Regions from separate parts of the Mus musculus genome. Here region 1 is linked to region 2. The links are chromatin contacts, called in public Hi-C maps. All regions are on one chromosome and are shown on one strand. The core of a region is the stretch at or near the end of the contact, and the rest is flanking DNA. Distances in the headings are between cores, read along the strand shown.

The links. Hi-C and Micro-C count contacts between places; a contact is called where the count stands out from the background.
Region 1: a contact with region 2 is called in a Hi-C map of the Ba/F3 cell line, with 2.8 times the contacts expected there. The contact joins two enhancer-like sites. A contact is called at or near these places in 1 of 15 datasets of contacts at CTCF or cohesin (pro-B cells), 9 of 484 Hi-C or Micro-C datasets (the Ba/F3 cell line, ECoMG-derived neutrophils, cortical glia and 4 more) and 1 of 115 datasets of contacts at active chromatin or transcription factors (pro-B cells).

Annotation. Positions count from the first base shown.
Region 1 is chr16:81,435,518-81,442,179 of GRCm38.p6, forward strand. Ncam2 (neural cell adhesion molecule 2) reads left to right here. Exons shown (of 18, transcript NM_001113208.1): 4 at 2,079-2,222. Among named protein-coding and RNA genes, the nearest start is that of Ncam2, 240 kb to the left of the region's middle. Within about 2 kb of position 2,169, at least 57 of the 459 cell types and tissues checked have an H3K27ac peak or open chromatin away from gene starts, as enhancers often do. A contact at or near this core is called in the Ba/F3 cell line and pro-B cells, where this site is marked.
Region 2 is chr16:81,328,421-81,334,759 of GRCm38.p6, forward strand. All of the region lies in intron 1 of Ncam2 (neural cell adhesion molecule 2), which reads left to right. Among named protein-coding and RNA genes, the nearest start is that of Ncam2, 130 kb to the left of the region's middle. Within about 2 kb of position 2,286, at least 5 of the 459 cell types and tissues checked have an H3K27ac peak or open chromatin away from gene starts, as enhancers often do. A contact at or near this core is called in the Ba/F3 cell line and pro-B cells, where this site is marked.

The DNA.
Region 1 (6,662 bases), core at 919-3,418, 110 kb after region 2:
CTAGAGTTGCCCCCATAAACACCCTAGAGCCTCTATTTATCCCTCTTAAATGTCCTAGAGATTGGCCTTTCAACGAGTTCTGTTCTCTCTCCCTAGATCTCCCTACACTTGATCTTCCCCCCGCCCCGCCCTGCCCACACAACCCTGCTCCCCTCCTAGTCCTCTCTGAAATCCTGTTCCTTCATCCATCCACCTCCTATATCTATTTTATTTTCCCCTCCTCCTCTGCTCTGATAAGCAGGAATCTCTCTCTGAGTATCACTACTCTCCTTGTCCCTGCACCATACCCCCCCCAACACACGCACACACATTGCATATCAAGTCACTGTAAGACTAATTGCATCCTCTCTCCCTGAGGCCAGATAAGGCTGCTGAGTTAGGGAGACCAGATCCACAAGTGGGGAACAGATTCAGGGACAGCCCTTACTTCAGTTGTTTTGAGACCAGCACAAAGATCAAGCTCTTCATCTGGTACATATGTGTGGTACATCTGGTACATATGTGTGGGGCACATAGGTCCAGCCCTCTTTGGCTAATGGTTCATTCTCTGGAAGCCCCCAAGGGTCCAAGTTAGTTGACTCTGTTGGTCTTCCTGTGGATTCTTTGTCCCCTTTGGGTTCTCAATCCACCCCCAACACTTACATAGGACTTTCAGCTCCATCTAATGTTTGGCTGTGGGTTTCTGCATCTCTGCTTTGGCTGTTCAGTGGAGCCTTTCAGAAGACAGTTGTGCTAGGCTCCTGTCTGCAAGCATAAAGAAGTATCATTAGTAGTGTCAGGGATTGGTGCTTGCCCATGGGATGGGTCTTAATTTGGGCCAGCCATTGGTTGGCTATTCCCTCAGTCTCTGCTCTATCTTTGTACCTGCACGTGTTGTGGGCAAGATACATTTTGAGTCAAAGGTTTTGTGGGTGAGTTGAATGGGGGAGATCTGCATGAGGGGGTACTGGAAGGACTATGGACAGTGATTACAGGACGAAAGTGAACATAAATATATATGTATATATATTAATTAAAATATTTTAAAATTTTTGAATCTGTACTAATTCATTAAGCCAAGACACTTGTTGATATGTGAACCATATTGTTCTAAGTCTTATACTATGAACAATATTAATTTATACTTGTTATATATACATGTAATATAAATTCATGGAAAATAAATAGAGGAGTCAGTTTAAAGAATTCAGAGTTGAAGTGGGAAGTTGAATTACAGGACAACAAATATCACAATCAAGAATGTCTTAATTTCCGTCATATGTGCTTATTGTGCATGGCACTGTTATACAAAGACCCTTGGACACAAGTACACAATTAGACCAGACACATCTCCACCATACTCATAACCCTTGAATCATTCAGTTTCCACCCACTCACCCAGTAGCCCCTCTGCTCTGCTTTGTGATTTCTCTTCAATAATATCACATTACATACATGATTTGATTTGTGGCAAAATACTGTAAGCCATGATGTAAAAGCAAAGAAAATCTTGGGATCCACTTTTTTTTTTTGTTTCCAGCTACCATCTGTGCTAAAAGTAAAATATTTGTCACCCAATGCTCTGGCTATGTTTCAGATACCAGCTGTTCCCCGAGTATTGATGATGAAAAGCTTAGTCCTCAGTTTGAAGTGTATAATGGGGTTGAAGGTTTAAAGACTGAGGACTCTGTTGTCAGACAGAATTGTGGAATTTCTAGACTCCTGTCTTCCTGTTTTGATGCTCAGCCTTGAACTCTTCTCTGTACTTGGGCTGCATTGAAAAGAATGGGTGCTCCAAAACAAACTGTTGGGACAGCTCAGTGTTGAGCTTTGAGCTTTGAGCTTTGCGCTTCTAAGACAGTATATTAAATAAATGTATTTACTTGTTTTTTTTTATTTTTATTTTTTAAAGAATGCTTAAGAGAGAATAGGCAAAACTGTGTTCTTGGTGTCCACTGGCAATGTGTTAAGAACCCAGAGATCACTCTTAACAAAGTTCTTAATTGTCTAGATCCTCACTACACTAGTAGTCATAGATGACAGTGTGTCGAGTTAAGTAAGTGATGAATCTTTTACCAGTGGTTTTATTTTCCTCACAGAAAAACTCACCTTCAGAGAAGTGGTGTCCCCTCAAGAGTTCAAGCAAGGGGAGGATGCAGAAGTGGTTTGCAGAGTGAGCAGTTCCCCAGCCCCTGCGGTCAGCTGGTTGTACCACAATGAGGAAGTCACCACCATCCCCGACAGTTAGTATTTTGGTAACTCTCTAAGTTATATGTTCTAAAACTACTTCTAGTTTTACAGCTATTGTAGGTTCTATATTGTAGTAAAAGAAATAAACCTTCCTACAGGCCAGTGTTCCTAGTGCTCAGAAAGATGATCCAGGAAGGTTTTGATTTTTTAAGACAATCTGGGCACAAATATGCAATCAACAACACAAGATGATACAAATTTCACTTCAAGATTTAAACAATCAAAAGCCTAAAACTTGGGTGCAGCTTGGCTGAACTCTAGTTTTTGGGTCAAATCCTGTTCTGTTGTTGGTTTTAGTAAGACAGCAAGTGAAAGTCAGCAGGCTTGCCGTGAGGTCATGCGCCTGTAATGTCAACACCTGGAGGAAAGATGCAGAATAATCAAGACTTGATTGTCACCAGAGTGTCCTAATACTTCCAAGCAAACCTGGAAAACATGGCTACATCTAAACAAGCAAAACCACAACAAAATGAAATTCAAAACAAACAAACAAAAAAGACACAACAAAAAGAATTGCCATAACAAACAAGCAAGCAAAAACAGTCATTTTCTAAAGCTAAGTGTTGTGAGTGGTCAACTTGGCCGCAAAGTTTATAAGTGATCTAGTACAGAAAGACAAAAGAACATAGTGTAAGTCCTACCACAGGGAAATGTGTACTTGACTTCAGTTTCCATCAGAAATTATGACAGTGCTAAACCATACAAAGCAAGTGCAATAGGGGACATTGGAACATACAGATTCTACTGGTTAAAATTCCAATACCATGCCATGAGAACATTATATACAAGTAGACTAAAACAGCAGTATGAAATCAGCCTTATATTCTATGGATGTTCTCTCAAAGATAGCAGTTCTAAATATTATGGAAAGATGAGTATGGATAATAGACAAGAGAATGTATTTGTTTAAGATGTCATCATGATTTTGATTCAGACTGATGTATAAAGTTCAGAATATGGCGTTTGAAGCTGAAAGCATAATTTGCTTACATTACGCAGCTCTACCATTGTGCATAGGGACATTTTCAATTTGGTATATTTTCAATGTGTCTGCCTTACATACAGGTACAAAATTATTGAATCTTTTAAAGTGGTTTCCATGTTCTATGATTCTACTACGTGTTATGAAGAGATGGAGTTTCCACAACACAAAGGATAAAAAGTAGAATGTATATTTTTTAAGTATATAGGGAGAATGATTCATAATTATGTTTCATAGTCATTTTTTATTTTAGGATAATTTTCCAAGCATAATACTAAGTATTTGTCAGATAATGATAAGCCCTCATTTCAGTATTCTAATTCCATAAAATATAGGATTTAATCACATGTGCATTAGTGTAGAAAATCCTTCAAGCTTTACACAGATTATCTGAGGAGTTAACGAGAAGTGTTTCCAGCATTGCTTCTCTCGGTCTGAAAGGACCAGAAGTCTCTTTAAAAAATTATTGACATTGTGTGCACACATTCATATTATCCACATTGGAGTACACATACACACACATAGTTTTTATCTGAATCACAAGTACGATTAAAAGGGGTAATGCTTTTAATATGTGACTTCAGATGAAGCCTTGGAACCCAGGCTGTGAGAAGTGCAGTGGTGAAAAGTTGACATCGCTGTGGTGTGGCTGGTCTTGTTTCCCAGAATCCCACTCTGCAATATGCAAATCTGGAAGTCCCTTTCGGTTCAATTTCAAATGCTCAAGTGCTTTTCCAGCTCCTGTACTCTTCAGTGAGATAGTCTGTCAATAGACAATGGATCGATGCACACATTTCAAGCAGTCTCCATAGCTTATGAATAACACACCAGGCATATGTAAATGGTGGATACATAAATGCATGAAGTTTGTTGCTAGATGCGTGGTAACTATTCGTCTTATGTATCTTATTAATGTTATACACTTTATTATACTTTTAAGATGCGAACAAGTTTAACCAAAATTATATGTTCTCAACATATGTCTATAAAAAAATTTTAAAAAGATATAGCTAGAGCTGAAATTGAAACATAACACTGAGTTGTATACAACGCAATGAGAATAACTAATTAATGAAGTTGTACAGCTCAAACTTTTCTAACTTAGGAACATTAGAAGCAGATTCTAAATATTTACTATTTTAAAAATTGCATATTTAATAGTTTTAAAAGTAGATTTTTTTATACTGCAGCTAGTATGTTCTCGTAGTTTAACAAAATTGAATACACAACTGAAAAACTGTGTACATATATAAAATTATGTAGATGATCTGGGAGTTTTGTTTACTAATGTGCCACGGGTTATTGCATGGACAATCAATTTCAGATAAGGAAAGCCATAGTGTGTGTCTCACTGGCTTCTGATGGGAGCTGTGAGTCAGATATTCACCGTAACATTACAAGAGAGTAATTTAAGTAGGCCTTTCTCTTGTTGTCTAAAGGGGACCCATCTGTGAAAGTGAGTAGGATGGGGAGCAGAGTGGGGGGAGGGTATAAGGGGGTTTGGGGATAGCATCTGAAATGTAAATGAAGAAAATATCTAATAAAAATGATATTTTAGACTTTTTTTTACAGTCATAGTTACCTGTGACTTCTTAAATACCATTTTTAAGGGTATTTGTGTCAGGGGTGTGCTTTATTTTGTAGTTTGCCAAGAACTACAAGCTTTGGAATTTTACTTGTCAATTTTCCAGGGAATGTTTCTAAACTGGATAGTAGTGGACATAAATATATAAAAAAACATGCATTGATGAAAGTATGAAATAATGTGAATGTAATTCAAGGATTGGTGTTTAAGGGATGCTACATGGTTTCTGGAGTTGGAAATCACAACAAAATCAACACGGTGTTCTCGGGAACAACCTCTCCTTGAATGTTCTTAAACATAATTTTTTTTCAAAACTTATTTGATTAAAATATTGTATCATTTTCCTTCCTCTCCCCTTCCTCTAAACGTTTATACTCCCCCTTCAAGTTACTTACAAATTCATGGTCTCTTTTGAATTATTACCAGTATATTTTGTATAAATATTTATAAATAAATATTCAACTGCAGCCTACTAAGTCTGCTCAGAGTTGCTTGTATGAATATGTTTTCAGGATTAACTTCTTAGTGGGTAAATAGATGATTCATTTCAGGGGGAAACTAATTACTCTTTTAGTGGTAGCTTTTAATCTAGGAATGGGGCCCTGTGAGATTTCCAGAATCCATGATCTCACATTGACTAGCTTTACCACTGATCACGCTTTAAACGTAACTATATCTTGCTCTATTGTCCAACAAAAAATTATATAGAATATTTAAATTGACGTGGGATCCTCATTGCTTTTTATAGAACCCAAGACTACCAGCCCAGAGATGGTTCCACCCACAAGGGGTCTTTCCCCCTTGATCACTAATTGAGAAAATGCCTTGTAGTTGGATCTCATGGAGGCATTTCCTCAACTGAATCTCCTTTCTCTGTGATAGCTCCAGAAGTTCTGAGTCATCCAGGAAGTGTAGTTACTTAAATGTATATATTCTACAGATCCTTCATCTTGCAGTCTAGGTTCTCCGATGGTAAAGAGAATTCATCTTTCTTTTTTGACTTACCTGGGGAAGCTCCTGTATGAATGTTTTGGCACTTAGGCTACAACAAAAGAAGAAATAAGCACAATGGAAAATTTTATATGTTGCAGGATGAAAGTAATGGTTTTGTATTCATAATTTGTGTTCTTTTTTATGAAGCAACCTCTTAATTTATTCATCTCCATTTCAAACAAATAGCTTGTCTTATTAGATTTCTGCTCAAAGATTAGTATTTCTGCTATTGTAATACTGTAAATATCTTTCTATCTCATTTTTAAAACGTTATAGCAAACTAAAACATGCATTTGAATATGTGTGGATAATTAGTTTTCTTTTCGTTTTGTAATATAGCACCATCTAGTTTTTATCACGTATTTAATTCAGAACTCCAGCTGACAAGTTTCTCTTCTTTTTTTTCCCCCACAAATATCTGCTGTGATTCCTATGCATCTCTGTTAAACCAGAAGATAGAAAAAAAAATCAAATCTGGACCAGACAAAAAAGTAGCATCTAGACAGTAAAAGTTGTAGAAACTTAATACTCTGTCATAGGGAAATTCTGTTTGATGCATATGTTCAAAATTAATAAATTCTGCATCTATTTTAGTAAATAAAATATCCTAAATAGAATAGCTAGTCAAAAGTTGACATTTTTGTCATATATAGGGCTTGATAGTCAGTGAATAAATGAATGCGACAATTCAGATATTGATTGAGAAAGATGAAATTCTAATGCAAAATGTAACATAATATCTATATTTCTTAAAAGAGTAGAAACAAAGATATATATACATATACATATATATATATATATATATATATTCCTTAATAATAGAAACAAAGTAATATATATATGCATATATATATATATAGTTTAAAAAAAAAG
Region 2 (6,339 bases), core at 1,036-3,535:
ACTGTGAGTGTAAATATTTATATATGGATTATGTAGACTAACTAGAAAAATTAAGAAAGCTAAGTGTCTATCTGTCCAATATAATAGATGTACTCAGGTTACTGGGTTAGTTCATGTTATATGTAAATGTAGTTAAGTACCAACATTATATACCCAGATATCCTGATGGTACTTTAGGAAAACTCCAATGTGTCCTATAATGCCAAATCCAGCTGCAGAAACAAATTAAAAATGAGTTTGCATAACACTAATATCCATTGCTAATATATTTCAACAGTAATTTGCTTTTGCAAAAATAAATTCTAGGATTTTTAGAGCTACTCCATAGACTTGATGAAACTATGTAAGATAAGAAAAATACACCCTTCCTATAAAATAGGAGAATAAAATGGGTCATGAGTCTAAAAATATACATAAAACAGGGGAGAATGTTTACAGAGTCACCAGATTGTAAATTTTCATGAGCAGTTGGTCCCAAAACCTTGTGTAAATACCAGTTTAGCAAATTACGAGCATAAAATACCAAGATTTACATAGGAGGATGGGCTGATAAGGGAGTTGGAATATATTTACATCAATAGAAATTCGGCTGGAAAAAATAAGTCCGGACATTCATATTTGTGTATTTTCTCTCTTCCCACTTAGAAGAGAGAAAGATAATCTATATTTTGAGTTATTTTTAAATCTCAATATTGCATTGGTATGTGTATATGTAAATTTTCATGAGCTTTGGTCTCAAAACCTTGTGTAAATATATATGTTAGTATATTGATATATGAAATATATGAAATATATCAATATACTATATGCATGTTAATGGCTTAAGCTGTGCCTGAAAGCAGTCTTGGCAATGATTGGAATTTATGAAAATACGAAGGTCTGCAAAGAATAGGAAAACCAAAAACAAAGAAACAAACAAAAAAGCCCTGTGAGAATACCCCTAAACCCTAGGTAGCAAGTATCCATCATTTCTAAATATTGTTAACATCAACACCAACCAGAAATATATCCTTATCTGTTGAAAGAACTGACTTGAGGTTTAATATGCCAAAATGTATCATGAAGAGTGGTTCAAGTTGAAAGGAATTTGGCAGTTCTTATGGGGAGATTAAAATGCATTCATCAATAGATACGAGAGAGAAGTTCCAATGCTTACTCAGTCCTTGTGCTTAAAATAATAAAGATTCCAATTAGCATGTTCTTTCATCCACTTGCCTGCATAGCAATTCTGTAGCAAGAGGAGATGCCCACATAGTCACTCATCCCTGTCCTTGATGTATGACATTGAATTAATGATGTCAGAGATACAGACTAAGACAGAAACTCATCAATTCCCCTGAAGAAGCTTACACTCCACTTAGAATAAAGATAAATGCATTGCTTTTGGTCGTGACAGCCAAAATAGAGGTCAGTGATTACCTGTAGGAGAGGGCATGATTGAAGTACTTCAAAGGCAGTTTGCTAAAGAGGAAGAGACACCAGAGGGACACAGGAAGGGAGAAAGGAGATTAAATGCTCTGTTACTGTCAAGAGTGAAGCCAGTCTCCGTGCCCCTTCTACACTGCTTTCCCTGTTTCTGATTAATCAGCACTGTTCCTTCTTGAAGACAATTTTGTTTTGAAATGTGGTATTTTAAATAGTTGATTCCTTTCAAAAACACAAACACAATTCTTAAAATAAGAACTGTAGGTAGAAAGAATAAAGTATTCATTCCACCAATCTAACACCATTATACATCGTCAACTCATTTGTTTTTTGGATAAGTGAGTATATTTTGCATTGCTACATTGAAACCATCTAGCAGGTGTGCTCTGTTTTCCATTTTCTATGCATTGCTGGGTGTATCAGATATGTTTTAAACTGCCAGTGCATCTTAACTTTAGGCATAGTTAGCAACATAACATAAGACTGACTGCCCCCTCACTTTGCTTTTTTGTTTGTTTGCTGGATTATTTTAGTCACTACAAAACTACAAAAAAAATCATTGTACTTATTACTATCTTGCAATTAAAATATGTTGACACAAGAGAAATTTAGCTAAACATTAAGACTTCACTTCTACTAAGAGGTAGATGGGTAATAGAGACCCAATAGTTTGTTTCCAGACTATTCTTTCAGCAGATACTTATTGTGATGGGACCAGTTTAAGGTTGGAAGGCCACAGCGCTCCCCAGAAACTCTCCCCCAGGATTGCTCCAATCCAACAAATGGAAACTCATAGTGAGTCCTGGGTTCACAGGTGGTAAGATAGCATCAGCCCACATAAATCTATAATTTACACAGCTAATTCTGAGTTGCCGGCTGCCACCAGGTGGCACCAAATACAATTTAGAAATGAATGGCTTCAGTGGGTGTCCCTGTTGGTGTTAAACTGGGCACTCTCAACTTTAGTAGTTTTGCAACTTTGCAGCTTACAGTACTCAACATTCTAAGATTATGTTTATCTTGTTACAGAGGAGTTTGCTCTTTAGTGTTTGAAATTGGAATGAAAGAAATATCCCACCACAATAGAATATTGAGATTCTGTACTTGATTATACTTTCAGTGTGTAAATTTCAGGGAAGCTGAAACGTCACACATTATATATCCACTGAATTCTTTTAACATCCCCATTGCAAAGGCATTAAGGTATGGGCAGAATATCTTCCTGAGTAGTGCATTGGTGTGGTCCCTTTTCTTCTGGTTTTGACAGATAATACCAAGGATGGTATATTGACCACAGTTTTTATTAGATGCAATGTTTAAAAAGACAACCTTAGGCCTTTGATGTAGATGTGCTCACCGACTATTTTCTAAATTAGATAATTCTAAATCATCTGCTTATTTATCACATCACTATTTATTGATTGATTTCCTAGTCAGATATTGATTGATTCCACGATGCCTGGCTCTTAGATATGGAGTAGTGAATCAAATAAAGTCTAGTGTGGCGGAAAAAAAATTCACAACTAAATTGCCTCTGTGATGCTGAACTGGGAAGGTTGCCTCACACTTAGCGTTTCCAGGAGGTTATACACACTCACCGTACTAAGGCCAAGGTTACCCAAAGCCACATATTAATGCCCCGTGTCATATTTACCTATTTTATTCTAACAGTTGTCTAAACGCAGTAGATAAGAACTAAGGGTTAATAACGACTGCTTAATCTATGCTACTATCAGACGTCCTTACATTCTCTTCAGATAGCCTTCCCTTTCTGTTCTTGCCTATCACAGACTCTTTAGCTTGAAAATTCTGGATCAGGAATGGCAATGAAACAGCTCAGCAGGTAGAGGTACTTGCTGCCAGGATGATTAGCTGGATCTCATCTCTGGGCCAGAAGAAAGTCTCTTTCATAGTGAAAAGATTGCTAAATTCTGGAGATAGTTCTCTGACCTTGACATGTGCACATAAGGCACAAGCATGCCTATGTTATATATATATAACATATCAAGAAACCACATCCAATTTCAGTTTTGATAATTTCCTAGAGAGATACAAAACATGGAACAGCTGCCCCCATTCTTAGGTTCCCATTTTATATATATTAGAGGACAGCCGTGCTAGGTTCCTATTTGCTACCATAAGATGACATCAGTAATAGTGTCAGGGTTTTTGGTGCCTGTGCATGGGATGGATCCCAAGTTGGGCTGGTCACTGGATGGCCTTTTTTTTTTTCAGTTTCTCCTCCATTTTTTTTTCTTGAATTTCCTTTAGACAGGAACAATTCTGGGTGAGATATTTTGAAGATGGTTGGTGGCTCCATCTCTCCACTGGGGTCCCTGTCTATCTACTGGAGGTGGTCTCTTCAGGTTCCATCTACTTCAACTAAAGTCCTCGGTTTAATAGCTGAATAGTATTCCATTGTGTAAATGAACCACATTTTCTTCATCCATTCTTTGGTTGAGAGACATCTGGGTTCTTTCCAGCTTCTGGCTATTATAAATAAGGCTGCTATGAACATAGTGGAGCATGTGTCTTTATTGTATAGTAGAGCAATTTTGGGTATGTACCTATGAGCGGTATAGCTAATTCTATCCCATAAATATTTTATCTTTTAAAAATTTGATAACTTTTAACTCCAATTTCTTTTTTTTCACATTCTTCTGGATATGGAGCAAAACACTTGCAAGTGTTCCATCCACCATAAGCCATACCCTTAAAGGAAACCACTCTCCATCCCCAAGATACCATCAATTGTCCATACCATGTCAGCCAGTAGGATTCATAAGCCCTTCCCTGCTCCATGCAAGAACTGACTAGCTTGGTCTTCTCTAGGATTTTGCAGGCAACCACACTTTTAAGTTCGTTAGTGCAGAGGTCTATCATCTCTAGAACACCATGTTTGCTCCAACTTTTTGCATCTCCTGGCCTTTATAGTCTTTCTGCTCCATCTTTCTCAATGATCTGTGAAGCTTGGGGAAGAGCATAACATACATTTCTCATTTTTAGTTTTGAACCCACATATTCCCTTTATTTCTGCACTTTGACCAGTTGTAAGTTTCTGGTAAACACATCCACTGAACACGGATCTGTCTTTGATGAGCTCTGAGGGTTGAACTGATCTTACACTTTGACCCAGAGAGTTCTAATACCTGTGGTCCTTCTGAAGGAACCTGAACCATCCTTAAGAGCATGACAAGCAGGGAAGAAGGCATTGCTACCATGCCCCACATTGAGAGACATCCTTGATGCTTCATGAGGCCATGTACGATTGAGCATGTTTTAAACAGGGAGATACTTTACAATGCAATCAACATTTCTGCAAACTTAAAACACTCCAAATTTTATTTAACACTATTTATTCATTGACTTTTTTATTATTAAATCTGAGTTTAGTGTAATGCATACATGTGGAGGCAGAAAGTTGTCATTGAGTGTTTTTATCCTGTGTTTATCTCCATAGCACTGGCTCGGAACACATCAAGCTTTTTCTGTGGATGCTGGATCTAGCTCAGGTCCCAGCGCTTGTGGAGCAAGTTCTGTTTCTGCATAGCTATTACCCCATCACTTCAAAACTAAATTCACTGAAAAATATTGAGAAATGAAGTTCAGAATCTAGGTTTTCATTATGAGGATATTTGGGAGCACATTTCAGCTTTAAATTTCGACATTGCAATAGATTACATGGTCAATTACACAGGGGTGTGGTAATACATTTATAATGTGACACTTGGAGCCATTGGCATGATTAATTACCATGCATTAAACATTGGCTGAGGAACCACACTTCAAAATGATTATGGGATTATTACTATTTAAACATGTGCTAAACTGGGACGTGCCAAAGACTAGCAGCATATTTCCTTCAGAAAATGTTTCAAATTGCAAAGAGCTACACACATCCATAGCCAAAGATATGGGTAATAGAATTTAAAAGGAAGTTTTCATAACACGTATGTAGATTGCATTAGATCTGGATATTTTAATCTATAATATGTCTTGGTTTTGTGGCATTGGAAAATCATGAGTATAAGCACCTAAGGCAATGTTTTATTTTTAAGCAATACTTTATTATGTAGATTGCAATACAAGTCCCAGATACAGAATGGAATAAGACTACATCCCTAATCTTGCCAAAGAAATGTAAACATTCTACTCTGTTGTGTATTATTTTCTGTCTTTTGACTACTTTTGGCTTAATATTACTGGAAAAACAACAGTATTGATTGTTGAAGAAAATTTTGCTATTCATGTTTTCCAGACCTTTAGCCATGTAAGAAGATTGATGAAAAGGTATCAATACAATAATTATTAGATATGTACACATACATAGAATAGACTATTATCATTTAAATTTAAAATGCTGCATAAGTTATTTTTCAAGTATGAAAACATTAGTGTATATTTCAAACTCAAAGACTTCTGTTTTAGATTTGAACAAGATTATTTTAAGAAAATAAATCAATTTATGAGGTTTAATGTAAAATAACATTAATAAATCGTCATAGTATACACCCTAGTTGGGTTTTCTGCATTGTGAATTTATTTTCAGCCTTAGCACGGATAGATCATTTTTTTCCAGTGCACTGCCCTATTTAAACTTTTCTTTTTTAGCAAGCTTGCATGTGTTTCCAATAGTTTTCTGACAGTGTAGTGACAGAGTCATCAGTTTGGTAAATCAAGAGGAAAGAATAACAGATTTCCCCATGTAGGAGCCTCAAGTCACATTTAGAATAACACTGCTATAAATAATATCATAGCATAGTATGGGGTGACACCTTTGAACTAAACTGTAATGATACAATATTCTTGATGCATAAATTTAATTTTGAACGAACACAATTTTCATTTTTAGTGGATAAAAATGTTTGGTTTTTGCATTCTACTTTCAGTATATCTTTCAGCATAAAGATTACT